Linked DNA regions of Mus musculus: region 2 is linked to region 1. A link is a contact called in public HiChIP or PLAC-seq data. All regions are on one chromosome and are shown on one strand. The core of a region is the stretch at or near the end of the contact, and the rest is flanking DNA. Distances in the headings are between cores, read along the strand shown. Region 1 overlaps Pkib (protein kinase inhibitor beta, cAMP dependent, testis specific). Region 2 has its middle 11 kb from the start of Gm23058.

Region 1 (6,404 bases), core at 2,590-5,089:
ACCTTCATTTTTGGGATTAAAGATGTGTACTAAGGATATGTCTATATTCCAGCCAGAGAGATTAAAGGTATGTACAAAGGGCTGAGCCATACTACAAAAACAAAAACAACAACAACAAAAACAACAACAACAACAAAAAACCAGGGGTTTTGAGAAAATAACACAATCTCAGGGTTTACAATGTAATCAAATATCTGACAACAGAAGAGCCTTGCTTTTTTTGTGGATGCCAGTAGAGTTTTATGATAGTTGTTTAACAAAATAATTGTGAGTCAGTATTTAAATGAGTAAGTTTTTTTCTATGAAAATAAAGAAAAATAAGCAACACATAGCTAATAATGGCATTTTCTTTCATTTACACCCAAACTGTCTTTCGTCATTATTACTAGCAGTGATAAATATTCTGTATTATGTATCTCCTACATCACAATATATCATAGTGTATACACATATACAATGCCCCATTACATGTGTGCATATTGTATATTATATGTACATATTATATATATATATATATATAATATGGACATTTGCCTTATAAAGATATCAGACTCATTGACAAAGAATATTTAGAGAAAAAGAATATATTTATTATTTCACTAGGAGGCAAAGACAAAGGAAAATTTGAGGCTAGAAGTTATTTTAAAACAAAATTCAAATTTCTCATGAGCATTTTGTTTTCTTTTTAGTGTAAAGAGTACTATATTTTAGGAAGTAGACACTCTCAGTGGAAATTGCTTGACTGGGCAGGTGTAGCTAATAAACAAAAGACTTCAGCTCATTTCTGTATTGTCTTTGTGTACGGCTCCTACTTGAGTTAATTATTAGACAGTTTTAATTAACCCGGTCATACAATGAGGCTAAAATGAAACAATAAAGCTATTGAGTGGCTGTGCACAAATTTACCTCTCTCCAAATGAAGAGAGAGAACAAACATAATCCATTCTGTGTCCTGTGCTGGGGATGCTTTTGTGATATAAGGGAGGGGGATGTTGAGTCTTATCGGGATGTGACTAAGAGTCGAGCATCCTACTGCAAAAAGAAGTAATGCATTATCTTCAGGGGTCTGGGAACATTGGATGTATGATGGGAGGGATGAGGGATAGCATAGGAAAGAGAGAGGAGAGGTTGACTGGGGAAGAAGAAGAGGAAGGAGAGAAGAGTAAGAGAAGAGGGAAGAGAGGAAAGAAGAGGACAGAAAAGTGAGGAAGGTAGGAGAGAAGAAAGGGGCAAAGAAGACAGGGGGGCAAAGGGTGAGGAGGAGAGAGGGAGAGAGGGGAAAGAGGAGAGAAGAGAGGAGCAAAGAGAGAGAAGACATGAGAAAAAAAGATGAAAGCATGAAGGGGAGATGAAGGTGAGGAGAAAGGACAGGGACATAGGAGAGTGGATATGAAGAGAAGGTGGGGGGAGGGCAGGACAGAGGCCGGCTGAACACACAACAAGCGTAGCAGCCTGTCTCTGCATACCTGGCATCTTCCAAGCTCAATGCAGAGGCTTTCTCTCATGGCCCTGGTTAATTATTTCATGCTCTTTGCTCCAGTTTCTTAATGTGTAAGCTGGTGAATTATTATAAAGGTAAAGGAACCAAATATTGGCAAAATTCTGAGAACAGTGCCAGACACACAGCAGAAATTGCTGCTATCTGCCAAAGCATAGAGGCTTGCCACAACTTTAAGACCCCTGATTTATTTCCAGATTATGTAACAAGACATCTCTTCTCCCTCCTTTGTCTTTTCTCCACCTTCACAGTATTTTCTTGTCCAAAGCTATGATTGCTTCATTAGTGCCTTCCTTTATTCTTCCCAGTTAGTAATGGCAGTTCTCAGAACGTCAAATGCCTGCTGCTATTCAAAAACCAGAACCCTGGCTCAAAGGAAAGGTTGAAGCTTGTGTTGTTAACACCGGGTTGAATCCAGGAGCCAATTTCTCATTGAGCATAACACAGCAGAAACCGTGAGCCCGTGCTCCTGGGGAAATGGTGTTTGCTAAGCACACGAGAAAGCTATTTAATGCTTCAGGGAAATATTCATACAAAATTGTTGCTTCTGATTTCCACAAGTGAATAAAGGAAATTCCGAGGGTGGCCTTGAGAACTCACACAGCATCCACGGAGAGTCAGGACAGAACTCTGAACCAGAGTGTGCACTGCTTCTCTTAAACCAAAAGGCCACACTGTCCATATTCATTCAGACAAGAGTTTTATTCAGTCGGCCTGAATCCTAGCGAAACCGAAAAGCTATATACAAGGAGAATCATATTAGAGCTATTTGTTTGCTTTTCCTTCTTCCTTCCTTCCTTCCTTCCTTCCTTCCTTCCTTCCTTCCTTCCTTCCTTCCTTTCTCTCTCTCTCTCTCTCTCTCTCTCTCTCTCTCTCTTTCTTTCTTTCTTTCTTTCTCTCTTTCTTCCCGCCTTCCTTTCTCCTCCTCCTCTTCTCTCTCCTTTTCTTTTTAATTTTAACATGATATTTTGTTTTTAATCTCTTGTTTATGTTTTCTCTCTTTTTATAGTACATATCTTTTGGGTCTCCTCCTCTCCCTTTCCCTCCTCCTCCTCTTTCTTTTTCCTCCTCCTCTCTCTCCCCCCCACAAAAGAGTTTAGATGACAAACCCAATAATCATTTAACTTATCATTAATTTTCAGAATGTGAACCAAATGGAAAATCTGTGGTAAACCCACAGATTGGGTAGATGACCATACTTGTAGGAGACAAGGATGAGTGTCTAGATGGGAGAGAGATAAAGTGCTACTCCCAGACTTAACCTTTGTGTGTGTCCTGGGGCTTCCCGCGACAGTGAATAGAACACAGAGACATTCTGAGACAGTATTGGGCACCTTTGGAGTACTACAACGGAAGTACCAGTGATAACCGAGAGACTGAAAAGGTGTGCTTGTGATTTCACAGGTTTCTGTGCAAGGTCATGGTGGGAGCATGCAGTTGGAAGACCGGTTCATCTCACTGTAGATTCCATCATAGATCCTACCTCCCACTACTCTGAATAGTACCATGGCTCTGATGAGGGAACCCTTCGGGGGACGGCCAAGCTGCAGACTGTAACAGGAGCAGCATACAAACAATCTGATATCCACTGACAAAAATTTGAAATCAGAGCATATTGAGCGCATGTGTTCTGTTCCATGTGCCTTGGAGGGGCACATGTGACTGCGCAGCTTCTCCAAGGTGTGGGCTAGCCCAGCTGCTGAGGCCTTGGGGAGCCACTCTTCAGAGAGTAAGATATTAAGAACAAAGGGCTTGTTACTCCTTTGATTCCATGGACTTGACTTTGGCAGTTCTGTGAGAGCTCCCAGCGCACTAAATAGACGTTCAGATATTCCTGTTTTATTTTTTTTTAATCGATTTGGATTTAAAATAACGGGGATTTACTTTTTCCTATCAATTTTTCGATGTCGCAGTGTGGTGGCTACTAAGAGGGACAGAGCAAGGCAGCCAGTTTGTGTGGATTTGGGTGGATTTCTACCTAAAATTGGGTAAATGATATTGCTTCTTGGGTAAATTATTTTGCTTACATGTTCACAAAATTAAATACTTATGTATGAAAATTCATAAAATGGACACCAGGTGGCGATGTCACTCTACCGCTAACACATCAAAGCCAATCTGCCCAGATTGCCCTAGGTTTCCAGATTATTTTTGTTGTTGTTGCGTTGTTTTTACTAATGCTGCTGTGTGTTGGTGGGGATTATCTTAAGCGGGCAGGGGTGGAATCACCAAACTACAGTTTTTCACACACACACCCCTCCCTGAAAAGATGCCTTATCGGACTATAATAAAGTACTCTAATCTGGCTACTGGTTTCTTTTCAATTTTAGGGAACACTATTGAACTTAGGTGCCAGGAGAGGGAGCTATAGTGCATCTTTAAAATAAACTTAGGCATGTATAAAGGCTACGGCTTTTTCTATTCAACAGTTTCTTTCTTATATGCAACACAACCAGCTAGATTTTATTTATTAATTTAATACGGTTGTGCACAATGCTTTTTTTTATTAAAATCAAATTACAAACAATTCTGAATTGTGTAAAACTTTAAGATTCAAATAGGCCTTTGATGCCTTTCAAGTTAGAAGCACTATTTGCCAATTGAGACTTATTTGGATCTCTCAAAGCAGCTTGAGGCAAGTGAATAACATGTGAATGGGCGTCTTTATTCTTGCCTTAGTGCAGAATATCTTCTATCAGAGCACAGCCTCCTTAGTGAGAAAATGGGACTCTTAAAAGAAAGGACATGAGGTTAACTGATTTGCCTGGTCTTCCCAGGGTGGGGGTGGAGGAGATAGCTATTTTCTCACTGTGTGCTGTGTGGGAACGTTGAATGTACAAAGAGGATGCTGGCCAAGAAGTCTTGGCAAGGAACTGTTGGGGACTAAAGGCACTGAGTATAGCTGCTGGTACCACTGGAGTATTTTCCCTAGAGAGGACACATGCAAGTGATAGCATGAGAAGAACATAATGTCTAACACTAAGCATTAACTATTATCCTAAGTGCTTCATACATAATTAGTTCTGACTATAGCCCTATGCATGAGAGCACATGGCCCAAAATGGCTACCCAAGATGAGCCCAGTAAGAGGCAAAGACAGGTTTTAAAGCAAGGCAGGCTGGCTTCAGAAATGGAACTTTCAAACTGTGGACTTCTTTTTTGTTTTATGGTTTAAGAGTTTATTATAGAAATGCAGGGGAAAGAGAGAAGAGAGAGAAAGGGGGAGGGGAGAGAGGAGAGGAGAAGACAAAGAGAAAGGAGAGGGGAGAGAGAAGTGAGAAAAGTGAGAGATAAAGGAATATAGGAGTAAGAGAGCCAAACTGTGGACTTCTATCATCTCCCCAGATAGCAAGAGACACTTCCATAATAGTTCTCTGATGTACACATATCATTCTGAGAGCTTTATTCACATGGGTCCTTATAAGTCATATACTCCCGTGGTATGGTACTACTATTGTCCCTGTTTTGCACCAGGAGAAACTGAGGCACAAATGAGTTAAAAGGTTAAGGTGATTATTGACGGTGAGGATGTGTTTAAAGGCAAGAATGCTTTTTATTGGGCTGGAGAGATGGCTCAGCAGGTAAGAGTACTGACTGCTCTTCTGAAGGTCCTGAGTTCAAATCCCAGAAACCACATACATGCACATGGTGGCTTACAACCATCCGTAATGAGATTTGACGCCCTCTTCTGGTGTGTCTGAAGACAGTTACAGTGTGCTTAATCATAATAATTAAATCTTTTTTTTTAAAGAAAAAGAATGCTTTTTATTTATAACAAAGTCCTTTTGAAGTTACAGAGCAGATGCAGAATTCAGTGTGGATTCCTCCGCCCCGGGGTTTCTTTTGCTTCTGTTTATGCCTCCCCTCCAGGTTCTCATGAGCTATACCATCTCTTTCTAAGGTACTGCTATAATCATTGAATGAATAATTTTTGTTCTTGGTGCCTATTAGCTGGGATTTAAGTACACACACAAGGTCACTAAACATGTAGAGAAAACAAGACACAACTTATTTCACTTCCTCTGCACTGAGGGCCACACCCTGTAATAATTCTGCTTTTACTACTTTTACAAAAGGTTGCAGGGTCATGACACATGTCTGCTTGCTTCCTGTTACCAGCCAGTCTTTGCTAGTATTCTCTGTTAACACAGACAGGCTGTCTGTAGGTCTCTGGAGCAGGTGTTCACCTCCCAGTGATAATTAACAAGTACACAGTCTCACTCCTCAGACCAGAACATCTCTGTCTCAAGAAAATGGAAGTTTATGAAATGGACCAGGAGGTAGTGAGGCAATGATTACTCCATGATGATCAGAGACTGGGGGGATGAACTGATCAGTTAACTCTGCCTATTAGCAGAAAATGAGGCTCAGCGGCTGGGTTATTCCATCACTAAATCCAAAAGAGGGAGAAAGAATACTTTGCTTCTTTGCAGGTACTCTTTTATTACACATTCCTAGAGTTTCAGTTTTCTTAAACTGAAGTTATAGGAAAGCTAACAACCTAGACTTGATAGTCTTTGAATTTGGGGATTTATTTTTGAGATATTTTAAAAGAATAAAACTCTGGCAATAATGGCCTGTTCACTCTTGCAAACAAATTTATATTTTATTTTCCCTGAACTACTTATTTTGTTTTTTTCTAGTTTGAGAGGAGACAGATGGGGCATATTGCATGTGATCTCCAGAAAAGTACACTCAAACTTGGTGACTTTGTTTCTCAGCATTGACTGAAGGTATTATTAGCAAGTTCTTCAATGCTCATGCATGACAGCTTAATTCTACACGAGTGTGCTGAGTCCTCAGTCCTTACTACCTCTCCAAGATATGGAAACATTTAGTTCCATTCTGATGCCTGCCTAACTTTCCTAGGTTGCGTACATGTTACACTGTGTTGCCTTGGTGATAA
Region 2 (6,404 bases), core at 1,924-4,423, 620 kb after region 1:
TGTGTATTCTAGGTAGCAATCCCTTCTAATATATATGACTTTCAGATACGTCTTCCAAGCCTATTGGTTGTCAGTGCTGGGAATTGAGCAGGGCCCAGGAAGAGCTCTCAACTGCTCAACCCTCTCTAGCCCTTAAAAAATTGTTTTAAATGTATTGATAACGGATACAGATGAACGAGTTGCCTTGTGATACCTTGTGATTTATGTATACAGTTTTATGTACAAATCAGGTTGACATCAGTCTCCTCAGTCTCCTCATCGCTTCCTTATTTTCACTGGGTTTTCATTACCACACAGAGTGATGGATTTTATTGTGGCGTTTTCATTCATACTTTGTTTTGTTGACCCTCTGTTCACCCCCTTCCCTTGTGATCTTCCCTCATGCACGTTCACTTTCCCAGTAACCTTGTCTCTGCTTGGACGTCTCATGTATATCATATGTATTCTGTTTTCCTCCTTTCCCCACTACCTTTCCCTTCCTCCTGTCTAGGACGTAGTTAACCTCTTCAAACGAAAGTTTTCCTGTAGTGTTTTTTGTAGAGCTGAATTTGTAGATAGACATTGCTTACATGTATTCTCATGTAATATTTTTCTTTTTTTTTTTTTTTTTATCAGTTGTGATTGATGGCCTTTCTGGTTATAGAAGTCTCCCAGCACCCACATGGTGGCTCACAACGCTCTATAATAACTCCAGTACCAAAGAATCTAACGCCCTCTTTTGGCCTCTGCAGGCAGCAGTCATGCGCATGGTTTATGCGCATATACACAGACAAACAAATACACACACAAAAAGAAAAAACTTAAAAAGGCATAAAGGGGATAAAGACAGGGACAGGGCAGGGCTGAGAGGTGAGGAGGAAGGGGAAACTGGATGCAAAGTTAGTTGATTGATTAATTAATTAGTAAAAATAATCAAAGACATATAGGAACTTCACAGAAAATACGTACAAAAAGAAAATCTCTCCAAACGTGGGAGAGAGTATGCATTTGTGTGTATATCTGTGAAATGGATAGAGGCCAGCATTTAGTATCTGGTATTCCCCCTGTAATTGTATGCCTTATTTTTTCAGAAGTGTCTTTCACTGAATCTGGAGTTTGCAGTTTCCTAGACGACCTGGCCAGCACATCCCTCTGTCTCTATCTCTAACTCCTCCTCGGTGCTCGAACTAACAGCTGTGTGCTGGCACATCCAGCTTCTACAATGGCTATTAGGAATCCATACTGAGATCTTTTTTGCTGTTGTTTGTTTGTTCGTTTGGTTTTTTGAGACAGGGTTTCTCTGGCTGCCCTGAAACTCCATCTGTAGACAGGCAGGGCTCAAGCTCAGAGGTCCATACTCAGATCTTAATGCTTGAACAGCAAGCACTTTTCCTATTGAGCCATCTTCCTAGATCTATGATGATTGCACTTCTTATTTTTTACATTAAATTTATTTATTTGTATGTGGGAGGGGGACATAAGGGGCACAGCATGAGTGTAGAGATCAGAGAAGTATCTCTCCTTCCAGCATATGAATTCTGACATTAAACAACAGTCACCAGACCTAGAAGTATGTACCTTTTGCACACTGAGCTGTCTCGCTGAAGTTCTTTTCTATAAAGCCTTCTATTAAATGGAACACTTAAAATGTTATATCTTGATCATTGAAAAGTAGCAGATTCACAAACAGGCACCAGAGGGTGCTGTTTCCTATCATTGACTGGGCTAAGTACTTGCTTGGTTGTGTTTGCCTTTACACAAACAGTTCCTTTCCTACATTACTGAATGTTTTTGTACACTTTTTGGGTTTTTTTTTTTCTGTCCATAATGCAAAGAAATGTTGTTTGAATCCTCACATAAATTCTGTAAATTGCAAGTTAACGTATTTTTAGGTTTTGTTTGTTTGTTTGTTTGTTTTTAATGTCCATTGGTATTTTGCCTGCATATATGTCTGTGTGAGGATCTTAGATCCCTTAGGTCCCCTGGAGCTGGAGTGGCAGACAGTTGTAAGCTGCCATGTGCTTGCTGGGAATTGAACCTAGGTTCTTATTGGAAGAGCTGCCAGTGCTCTTAACTGCTAAGCCATATCTCCAGCCCACAGATTAACTTCTAAGTAGTCCTTTGGTATTCTTATTTACTGTCAGTTGTTTGTTTGTTTGTTTTTTATCATCATCATACCTACTCATTGGTATCTGCTCTATAAAAGTCAGTGTACTGGGAATCTTACAAATGTTGAATTTTTTTTTTTTTTTTTTTTTTTGTAATTTTGTAATTTTGTTCTAGCCAGGCACAACACACCTTTATTCCCACCACTCAGGAGACAGAGCCAGGAGGAGTTCCAGACCAGCCAAGTTCGTTTCAAAATAAATAAATCAAACAGGGTTTTACTACATAGGCCCAGACTAGTCTCCAGTTCTGATTCGTGGCCTCCGAGTGCTGGAGTTATATGTGAACAACACCACACCCTGTTAGATGTGTTTTAGACCAAGAGATTTGAGCGGTTTTGTTGTTGCTTTGAAGCACAGTCTTCAAGGTTGCCCAGCTGGTCTTGCCACTGAACTTCACCTTTTACCTCTGCAGTAGTCCTCGGAGGTGCACCAGTGTACAGAGCACACTACACAGGTAGGTAGCTGCCGCAAGCTCCTCCTGCCAGTCAGTCTGCCAGTGTACAGTTCATGGAAAACTAAATTAGATAATGACTTTCGCCATTCAGTAGATTGTAAAGTAACCTCCCTCAGGTGGGTCATGGATGTGATTTGAAAGTCTTAGAAAGCTCTTTCTACCCCAAAATAAATTTTACCGTGGTTCAGTTTCTTTGTTTCTAGTCACAATATGACTACCAAGTGAAGATGTTTTGTGAGGAATTTGTAGTTTTAAAAATTAATACTTTTTATGTTAAATTACTTTATGGTTTGTGGGGGGTTGGTTTTGTTTTGTTAGGTATTTTTATTTTTTGCCAAACTTTAGTAGAATAGAAGTTACTGTTTTATGTCCTAGAAAGAAAATAAGCTTAATTTGTGCTGTGTTTGGGAGGAGAGATTGAAGCTGAGGTCTCTAGATACTGAACATTCCATGTCAGATAACACTGCTAGTTTGGAAATTTATTTAGGATTAATTAAGCCTTGCTCACTGGATACCAGAAGCCTGGGGAGGTATGACTCATTTAAGGAAAAGGAGGAAGTTTATATTCTCCAAGAGGAGTAGGCTTTTTTTTTTTTTTGGTTGGTTGTGTTTTGGGTTGTTGTCGTCCTACTCAGCTGTATGGCTTGTAGTGCTATCTACTAAGTAGTGAGGCTCCTTGGCCTGGGTACTCATCAGCCCGCCTGTTTCTTCTCTTATGTTTGTACCAGTGCAGGTGTAGGTGAGGCTGAGGACCAGTTTTTCTTTTCATAAACCTAGCCCTGGGTCTTTCAAGCATTAAATGACTGTGTGGTCTTTGGGACATTCCTTCTCTAAGTGTGGTATCCAGTGTTTACATCTGCTAAAGAAAAGAAAAAAAAATCTGATAACTGGATGCACTTAAAATATTTAGCATCCAGAGTTTTCCAAAAGTTTGGTAACCCTTGCCATAGGAAACACTGAAAACTAAAGTGAGACAGCCCGTGATTTGGAAGGAGAGGAAGGACTGTGCTCGGAGAAGAAGGCCAGACTCATACAGGCCTAGAGGGCTGTTGTCACATATAGAGTGGAGTGGCTTTGGTATGTCCTAAGGCTTCATGCTGAGCATCAGCAACTCCAGGTCTTGACAGGCCTGTATACCTGGAATCCCTGCATTCAAGAGTGAGACAAGAGGAGAAAAAGAGGCAAAGCAAAAAGAGATGGAGACCACAGTCTACATTTTTAAGAAGTTCACTGAAGTAAGACTCTATAGGAAGTCAGCCACCTTGTCTGGCAGATTGTGTCTTTGTGAACCAAGGGCCCTGTTTTGTAAGTTTCAGTTACAGTATGGACATGTGCTGGTATATATCTGTAGACATAACTAAAATAAGCCTCACAATCTAAATTCCTCCTCGTGTTTCTATGAAGTTCCTGAACTTGAGTTACCCAGCAAATACTTGTTGTCTACAAGCTGTTTGCCACACTCTAGGGATCATTGAGGAAAATGGCCCCTCAGTGAGCATCGTATGGTGGGACAAATGTAAGGGTGTTTCCTGTGACGTTCAGTGAAATCTCAGCCAAGAGCTCCCACTGCCTCATTGGGAAGGCTCCAGAGAATGGGAACAGCATGAACCGTGAGTTCATTTGGATAGAGAATAGCAGAGTCAATAGCTGTGCTGATCTGGGGTACAGTGAGGAAGAAGCCAGTTAGTTGTTGGAAGAAGCAGGTAAATCTCTGAGTTCAAGACCAGCTTTGTCTATATAGTGATTTTCAGGCCAAGACCACATAGTGATACCTTGTCTCCAAAAAAAAAAAAAAAAAAAAGGTATTAAGTTTCAGGGAAAAGAGGGGAATACTAAAATTTACATGTGGATTAGTAATACTGTGCACAAAGTTTCTATATTCTTTTGTTGTTGTTTGTTTTGTTTTATTTTTCGAGACAAGGTTTCTCTGTTTCTCTGTGTAGCCCTGGCTGTCCTGGAACTCACTCTGTAGACCAGGCTGGCCTCGAACTCAGAAATCCGCCTGCTTCTGCCTCCCAAGTGCCGGGATTAAAGGCATGCCACCACCACTGCCCAACTTCTATATTCTTTTCATATTATTTACTTACTGGTTTTAAAGTGTGTATGTAAGCCCTTATTTACTACTTAGTTATGCTTAAAAGCAAGGCTTCCCTTTTGTTCTTACTTGTTTTGTTTGTTTGTTTTTCCAGACAGTGTTTCTCAGTGTAGCTCTGGCTGTCTTAGAACTCACCTAGTAAGTACATCTCACTCAGAGGTCTGCCTACCTTGGCCTCCCGAATACTGGGATTAAAGACATGCGCTACTACCACCCAGCTTCTCACGTTGATTTTTTTCATTTTATACTGCCCAATAAGTTTCATATTACTGTTCCTTTACATGAGTTCCTTATTTAAATCTTCTGTTTGGAAGTTGCATAGTTGGAAATTAATAGGCTAACTGGATGATGGTGGTGTTTTCAGTGCTGAGCCTTGGTATGGTTAGCAAGCACTCTAAGATACACCCCTACCCCAAAATATGTTTTTAGAATTGATTATGTATCAAATGGTGGCTCTTTGTGTTTCTACTCATGCAGTAATAATTTGAACATTAACATAACAGTGCTGGTTTTCTGAAAAGTGTGTGCTTGTACTATCTGTGGGAGCCACATGGTGGCAGAAAGAACACTTAGAAATGGAAGCCTTGCATAGGCTTGACTTTGTGTGTTTATTTTGGCTCGCTCTAGTATAGAGACTCACAGGGTCTCACTCTAGTCCAGGCTGGCCTCAAAATCACTGTGTAGTCCAGGCTGGCTTCAAATTCTGGTGATCCTCTTGTCATAGCACCCATAGTGTCAGAGCTATAGGCAGGAGCCACCAGGCTGGTTTCATTTCTTTGCAATAGAAGTTAATAAAAAATAACTTCTAAGCATTCTTAAGATGCATCAGCCATCTTAAGTAAAATATCACAAATGTACTTGAAAGCTCTTTGCATACTTTCTTCTATTTAGCTGGTCTCCCTGTGCTTTTCCTCCAGGAGACAACTCTATTGAATTTAGCCTGTCACCTCTATGCATGCCTTTATGGTTTTGTTACATATTTATATTTTTAAATAGTAACATAGGTTGTTTCTTTATTATGATTTTATATACTGTATACTTTTGTGTTAATAAGCAAGCTGCAGTGAATTAGTTTGTTGTTGTTGCTATTTGATACTATGTTGAAGAAACTATAACCTTTAAAATTAAGTTCCTTATTTTGAGAGAGGCAACATGGTGCTGTGGTTATAAATAAGGCCTCTGTGCCCATTCAGATCCTGCTACTATCACATGGCAGTTTTAGGCCTTATTCCTGCTTATACAAAATAGGATACCACTCAGGATTAAATCAACTAAAGTGTAAAGCATTAACATCATGATTGTTGCGATCTGCTGTCTTTAATACCACAGTTCTATAAACTTAGCATGGAGTGGATTTTGTGTTGTTTACTGAGCCCCAGTGGAATAGAGGTCATCTTGCAGTACAAGAATAGTGAGTAGTGGGAAATAGGCCTTGAGGGCAGTTGTGGTGGTTACCTTCGGAAGATGGATACTTTCTCTACAGTAGAAGGGGTCATCTACTAAGAGTGGAAAATCAGGGTGTGACAGGAATGGAGGATTGGGGAGAGCTGTTCAGGATTCGAAGTGTTCTTGTTCAGGACATGATTCAGCTAGAAGCAGGTAAAGGAATCACCCATGTAAGTGTATGTGCTATTCTTGATTGTGTGGATTTATTCTTAGCAACATGTTGCCCTGAAAAAGCCTGAACCCTGCTCCAATCCCAACACAC

The links. HiChIP or PLAC-seq counts read pairs in DNA pulled down with a chosen protein or histone mark.
Region 2: an H3K4me3 HiChIP or PLAC-seq map of bone marrow-derived macrophages shows a contact between it and region 1, with 5 times the contacts expected there. The contact joins two enhancer-like sites. A contact is called at or near these places in 4 of 39 promoter capture datasets (cranial neural crest, hippocampal neurons, pre-B cells and 1 more), 3 of 484 Hi-C or Micro-C datasets (pre-B cells, pro-B cells and regulatory T cells) and 3 of 115 datasets of contacts at active chromatin or transcription factors (astrocytes, bone marrow-derived dendritic cells and bone marrow-derived macrophages).

Annotation. Positions count from the first base shown.
Region 1 is chr10:57,740,077-57,746,480 of GRCm38.p6, forward strand. It overlaps Pkib (protein kinase inhibitor beta, cAMP dependent, testis specific), which reads left to right. Exons shown (of 5, transcript NM_001039051.2): 5 at 1-1,036. Among named protein-coding and RNA genes, the nearest start is that of Fabp7, 42 kb to the right of the region's middle. Within about 2 kb of position 3,840, at least 59 of the 459 cell types and tissues checked have an H3K27ac peak or open chromatin away from gene starts, as enhancers often do. A contact at or near this core is called in bone marrow-derived macrophages, where this site is marked.
Region 2 is chr10:58,357,643-58,364,046 of GRCm38.p6, forward strand. It overlaps a transcript of Lims1 not described here. Among named protein-coding and RNA genes, the nearest start is that of Gm23058, 11 kb to the left of the region's middle. Within about 2 kb of position 3,174, at least 33 of the 459 cell types and tissues checked have an H3K27ac peak or open chromatin away from gene starts, as enhancers often do. A contact at or near this core is called in bone marrow-derived macrophages, where this site is marked.